Linked DNA regions of Anser cygnoides: region 2 is linked to region 1. Evidence: chromatin contacts called from public Hi-C data. All regions are on one chromosome and are shown on one strand. The core of a region is the stretch at or near the end of the contact, and the rest is flanking DNA. Distances in the headings are between cores, read along the strand shown.

Region 1 (3,046 bases), core at 327-2,826:
TTTACTCCTCTGCTGTATTTTCTTTGCAGCTCCAAGGGCAGGTTCAGCAAGGGCTGCGTGGGGGGAATAGCTCCCGTCCTTGTGCAAGCCTGGGGCAGTTGTTCAGATTAGTGTGCGTTCTCCCCAAAATGTTCACAGACGTGGACAGGAAGTGAGATGGCTGCGTGTGGGCAGCCGGAAGGTCTCGGGGGGGGGAGATGAAGCATAGGGAGCACTCGCTCCACAGTTCCTTTAGTTTTGTTAAAAAACATTTTGCAATGCACACGTTCGCTGTTGGGAGATGATGTTTGGATAACCTGTGTACAGTTAGAGACGTGTGTCCAGGCTGCCTGCACTGGGACTGGTTTGTTTGTGGGCTTTGTACCCGGCAGTGAGCGGTTGGAAAGATGCAGGTGAACCAGAGTCCCACCCCCTTGGGGCTGTGTGCCCCCAGGCCCTGTACCTGGGGCCTGTGAACTGTCTGTGGAGGTCCTCAGGGGGGTGTGAAGAGCAGCCCGGTGAGGTTAACGTGGGGACTGCAGTCCTGCTACAGTACCAGAGAGGTCTCTTGCATCCTCTCACTGCTACTGAAAGCCCTCTTGTGGAGAAATGGGGGGGAGGGCACGGATGCGGATTCTGTCTGTCCTGCTGGAGCTGTCTGGGTTCAGGTGTTCCTGCAGTCCCTGTAGGTCCCTGCTGCAAGCTGGGGCTGGGGCGGGAAGGGGCAGCCGGGGCTTCGCTCCCAGCACGGTGCTCTGGGCTGGTGATTCTTTCTTGCAAAACCTTTGGTTGATCGTGGCTGTTTGCTGACAGAGGGTGAAAGTGCGTGTTTTTCCCTGGCTGGGCAACTGATCAAGGGCAGCAGCTGGAAGGGGGCCAAAGCCCAGGTTGGAACCTGCGAGCCGCTGCACTAAAAACTGATTCTCCTTTGCTGGTCACCTTCAGTGCTTAGTCTAACTTCCACCCAGGTCCATAGACAAAGGCAAAAATGCCCCCTGCCTTGCCTCTAGCAGTGCCCTGGGGTTGAAGTTCCTGGGCTCTTCCCCAGCGTGGGGGCAGTGGGCGGTGGATCCCCTGTCCCCCCGCTCCACTACAGCTGGCCCTGGCTCACCCAGGTGCTGAGGAGCTGCTGCTGTCCCCGTGTGTCCCAAAGGCAGCGGGCCGTGGGGTTGGCAGCCGGGTGCGATGCCTCATTGCCCCCCTTCCCCAGGGTGAGGAGCAGGAGGACACCAACGCACTGGGCTACGTGGGGTGGCAGGGGAGCACCTGGCCCTGGGTGTTGGGCACTCACTGAGTAAATATCCCAGTAAATGTCTGCGTGTATCTGCGTTAACCTTACCCAAAGCACCTCCTTCCTCTGTACCATCACCCTCTGTGCCAGGTAGGTGCCGGGGAGCAGGCTTCCCCCCCCCAAAACCCCTCTTTGCAGGGCTGGCAGCAGCTTCTGGTCAGCGAAGGTGCTGTTGGGCGAGCGCTGGCCATCGCCCTGTTTGCCTGGGGGGAGGCCCTGCCCCATCCCGTGGCAGCTTTGCTGAGCCCGGGCCGGGCCCCCCCCTGCGGCCTCTTTAAGGGGAGGGCCGGGAGGGCCGAGCCGGCCCCGGCCGGGCGTTTAAAGCCTCCACCCGGGCGGCCGAGGCCGACTCCGAGCCGCCCGCCCCGGCCATGGGCTCCCTGGGGCGCTGCCTGGCCCGGGGCCTGCTGCGGCGGCAGCCCGGCCTCGGCCGCCCCCTCGGGCCGCCCCGCCGCTACGGCTCCGGTGAGACCCGGCCCCGGCCTGCCCCAGGGCCCCCAGCCCCGGCCTTCCCTCCGTCCCTTCCCCACCCTGCCCCGGGGACCCTGTCCCCATCCCCGGCCCCGCTGCCCGTCCCCTCCCGGTGCCCCCGGGTCGGTGCTGGGGGCTCCTGACCCCGACCCCCGGACGCTGAGGCCGGGGCCGGCGGCGGCTCCCCCGGTGCCACCCCGGGGTTCGGTGTCCCCAGGGCCAGGTCGGGGCTGTCCTGCTCTGCCCTGGGGGGACAGGCACGGAGCGTCCCCCCCTAACCCCGGGGCTGGCGCTGGAACGCCCTTGCTTGGATTCGCATCCCCTTTCCTGGCTCCTGCCTCGCTGCGCCGGGATGCTCGGTGCCCCTGGGGACTTGTGCCCTCCTCGCTCTGCTCCTGCCTGCGCCTTCCCCTGCTGCGTGGCTCCGGCAGGGGCTGCGGGTGGCAGTGACAGCCGGGCCAGGCCCTGCCACCAGCCGAAACCAGGGCGAGCCCGTCCCACGCTGGGATCAAGCGCTGCCGGACGCGTCCCCTGCGCTCCTCACGGCATCGCTGCGCCTCCCTTGGGCCCGCGGCCGCATCCAGCCAGCGGGGGCCCAGGCACTGCTGGTGGGGGGGACATCGCAGAGCCCACGGTGACAGGGATGGGAAAGGGGATGGTGCTGGGGACGGAGACGCGGACGGGGCTGGGTTTGCAGGAGCAGCCGGGTGGCCGTGGTTCAGTGTCCCCGCGCCCCCCGTAGCCCCCCCGGAGCTGCGGGAGCAGACGCTGGTGCTGGTGAAGCCGGACGCGGTGCAGCGGCGGCTGGTGGGCGACGTCATCCGGCGCTTCGAGCGGCGCGGGTTCAAGCTGGTGGCCATGAAGCTGCTCCAGGTACCCGTCCCTACGCTGCAGCCCCCCGGGGGACCCCGCGCCACGGGGATGAACGCGGGCACCCACCGGGTGTCCCCGCCGTCACCCCGCGGTGCCATCAGGCGGACCGGGGCCTCCTGGACAAGCACTACCAGCAGCTGCGGCAGAAGCCCTTCTACCCCGCGCTCCTCTCCTACATGACCTCGGGGCCGCTGGTGGCCATGGTGAGGAGCCAGCCCTCCCCCCCCCCCGGCCTCTCCGGGGCTGTGGTGCTCAGGCGTCCCCTGTCCCGCAGGTGTGGGAGGGCTACAACGTGGTCCGGTCCTCGCGGGCCATGGTGGGGGACACCAACTCAGCACAGGCGGCGGCGGGGACCATCCGAGGGGACTTCAGCATGCACGTCAGCAGGTAGGGGGGGCGTGGGGACGGGGACGGCGCGGGACCCCGGCGGCC
Region 2 (3,046 bases), core at 159-2,658, 240 kb after region 1:
TGCTGGAAAAACTTGGGGAATGGCAGTCACGGGGTAAAATAAATGCTGTTTTTTCATCTAATTTCAGGCTTATTATCTCTATTTCTGTAGAGCAGGCGAGTTTAGGTAAGAATTTGGCTCTTAAGAAAAGCGTTGCTGATGCAACATTCATAAAGACCATAGCTCTGAATAACTTGTTAGTAGCTAAGCTAAATTTATGGCCGAGGGAGAGGGCCCATCCTGATACAAGCACCATGCCAAGCATCGTTCACCAGCTCCTCACCACTGGCATCTGGTCCTGGCTGCTGTCGAAGATCCTCTAGCACCTCAAAGTGGATTTCATAAACGGCCACGGATGTGTGACCCAGCGGCAGAGCTCTTTGGGGGCTTAGGGGAAGGAGAAGTTAACGAAACATGCAGCTAACATCTTATTTTTCTGCAAAAGAACATAATAGCCCTGAAGTAATTTTATTAAGGTAATGAAAGCGCTGATGAGAATTCACAGTCTCTTCACACCCACTGCTGAGCAGAAAGCCAAATTCACACACGCCCACAGCGCCAGAGCGCTCGGAAGCAGGCAGCGGGTGCTCGGGCACGCCGGGGAGAGGAGCGGAGCCGCGCTGCCCCGGCACAGGCAGGCTCCTGCCGCTCCCAGCCCCGCGTGGCCGGAGCCCACGCTGGCGCAGGGACACGCAGCAGGCTGGCTCCCGAGGGGGGGCCTGCTCCACCTGCCAGCCTTCGCTTTGCTCGTCAGGGCACTGTAAGGCTAATTAACACACACGGTGTTATTTATGGAACTATGCCGCCTGGCAGGCCCAGCTCGGAGCAAACCCACCTCAGTGCCAGGTGCTGCGCCCGCACCAGACACAGCAGTGATTATTTCTTCCCTGGTCTGGAAATACGAAGGACAAACGCTGTCCTGGCTCACGGCACCACCAGCAGAGTGGGCAGGAACGAGTGGCTCCACTCTGTCATTGCAACCCAAAGCCTCTACCCAGCGAAAACCAACCGACAAACAAACAATGACAACAAACCCACGAGACCCAGACGTGCTTTATTAACCCACACAGGGCAGAAGTGGTAACTCTGCGCTGAGTCTTCCCTTCGCTCCAGAGTCCGAGGCACGCGGATGAGGTGGTGGCTGGGTCACCAGCAAGCCTGCACCCGCACGTGGCTCTGAAACAGCTCAAGAGGGAACTGGGCCAGGACTCGGACACCACACCCCTGGTGCCCACAGTGCCCTCCCCACCCCCGCCGGCCCTGGCAGCACGGGGTGCGCCGGGAGGGCACCGGCACCGGGCACCGGGCTCGGGGCCTCCCGCCGGGCCGGGCCTGGCTAGGCCGCGCCGCCGCGCCCCGTCTCCATGGCAACGGGCGCGGGCACTTCCGGGTGGAGGCGGCGGCGTTGTTGCGCCCCCTGGCGGCCGGAGCGCCGCGGGGCGGCGGTGCCGGCGGGGGCTGCTGCCGGCCCCCGGGGACGTCCCGGTGCCACGGGCCGGGCCTCGCCGCCACGGGGCCCCGGGGCCGTCCCCTGCTCCCCGGGGTGGTGGGGACAGGGCGGTGACAATGCGTCCAGCGGGTGCCGGCCGGGGCCACGCTCACCCCTGGGGACCGGGAGGCAGGAGCGCGATGGGTGGCGCGAGGGTCGCGCTGCCCCTCCTGTGCCACCCGCGTGGCTGCCACCGCCAGGACCTTCCAGCTCCACCAGTGCCACCAGTATGGGCCTGCACGCCCCAGGCCGCAGCGTCCCACCGCGGGCTGGGACCCTCGAGCTGAACTGGCTCTGGCTGGCGGGGAAGGGGGGCTGGGTGGGCAACGGTTCCCGAGAGCTAAAATAGGTCCGAAACGGCTTTTTCTGATGATTTCGCTGCTCTCCCTAATACCCTTACAGCCTTCTCCATGGCAACCAGGGCGGACGGCGCAGACTTTGGTCCTGGCCGAGCACACCGAGGGCCGCGGTGCCGGCAGGAGGAGGCCGCGGCAGCGGGGAGCCGCGGCGAAGTCCCCTCCCGCGGTGGCACCGCTCCGGTCCCGGGGGCTCGAGCATCCCGGGACACGTTCGGAGATGACGGCTTGAGGGCAGCGTGGGAAAGGGTCTGCTTATTTCCCCATCGCTGTTTGTTTGCTGTTTTCCTAGCGAGAGGCTTTCTGTGCGCAGCGTTACCCGCCCTGCGGCTGCGGGTCGTTCGCTTTTAAAATTGACCCGTGGGTTTTGTGGGTTTTGGCCGGCCGGGCCGTGCTGGTTCAGCTTTTTGTGGCTCCCCCATTGATTACGCCTTGTGTCAATATGTGCTTAGCGCCTGGTGGTGGATGCGCTGGTCTCCATCGCCCGCTTCTCTCTTTGGATCTATAATTTCCCAGAATAGAAGATTAAAATAGAGGGGGAGGAGAGCGCTGCTTCGGGCCAAAAAGAAACTGGAAAAACATTTCTTATTTAGCCGGGCTGCAAAGTTCGATCACGTTGAGCAAAGAACCGCCGGCATCCCTCGCTCACCCTGACACTTGTTCCCATGGGCACACTCCCCGGTTTTCCACCGTTTAAAACCTCTGCCAAAATTAAAGAACGAAGACCTGAGAAGTCCCCTGCGAGTCAGGGGAGGACAGGCTGTGCTTTGTGGGGACGAAGAGGTGGCAGCAGGGACAGGCCCCCCGCCAGCCCGGCTGCGCAGCATCGCTGTCCCCGCATCGTCCCTGTCCTCGCCCCTGGGGACTGGCGCGAGGCGAGCTGAAGGAGCTGGAGGGCGAGCGGTGGCTTTTCCACGGGTTCGTCAGGCGGTTGATACCAGGGAGCCAACGGGGCTCCTCCAGCTTGGGCACCAGCGACCGTTTTTTTTTTTTTTTTTCCAGGAAATTGGTAAAGAATTCTTCAGAAGCCACAGTGGACGCAGGCAGGTGGGGAAAATGACCTGGGATACAGGACGGGGTCAGAGCTTCCCCACGGATTTGGGGAGCTGCCAGGCGGCTCCAGCAGGGGAGCGCTGGCACCAGCGCCCACGGGGACCTCGCGGGCTCGGGGCTGGCTGGGCTTCCCGCTGCCAGCCCTCGGCTCTCCGCACGGACACGCAGA

What was found. A called contact is a pair of places that touch in the nucleus more often than the background predicts.
Region 2: a Hi-C map of liver shows a contact between it and region 1, with 2.8 times the contacts expected there. The contact joins the promoter of IGFALS here to the promoter of LOC125182346 in region 1. A contact is called at or near these places in 2 of 7 Hi-C or Micro-C datasets (both in liver).

The regions. Positions count from the first base shown.
Region 1 is chr15:12,393,347-12,396,392 of Taihu_goose_T2T_genome, forward strand. It overlaps LOC125182346 (nucleoside diphosphate kinase, mitochondrial), which reads left to right and starts at 1,577. Exons shown (of 5, transcript XM_048060142.2): 1 at 1,577-1,735; 2 at 2,484-2,614; 3 at 2,716-2,817; 4 at 2,889-3,001. The coding sequence starts at 1,642.
Region 2 is chr15:12,634,587-12,637,632 of Taihu_goose_T2T_genome, forward strand. IGFALS (insulin like growth factor binding protein acid labile subunit) reads left to right here and starts at 1,409. Exons shown (of 3, transcript XM_048059921.2): 1 at 1,409-2,742; 2 at 2,827-3,046. The coding sequence starts at 2,881.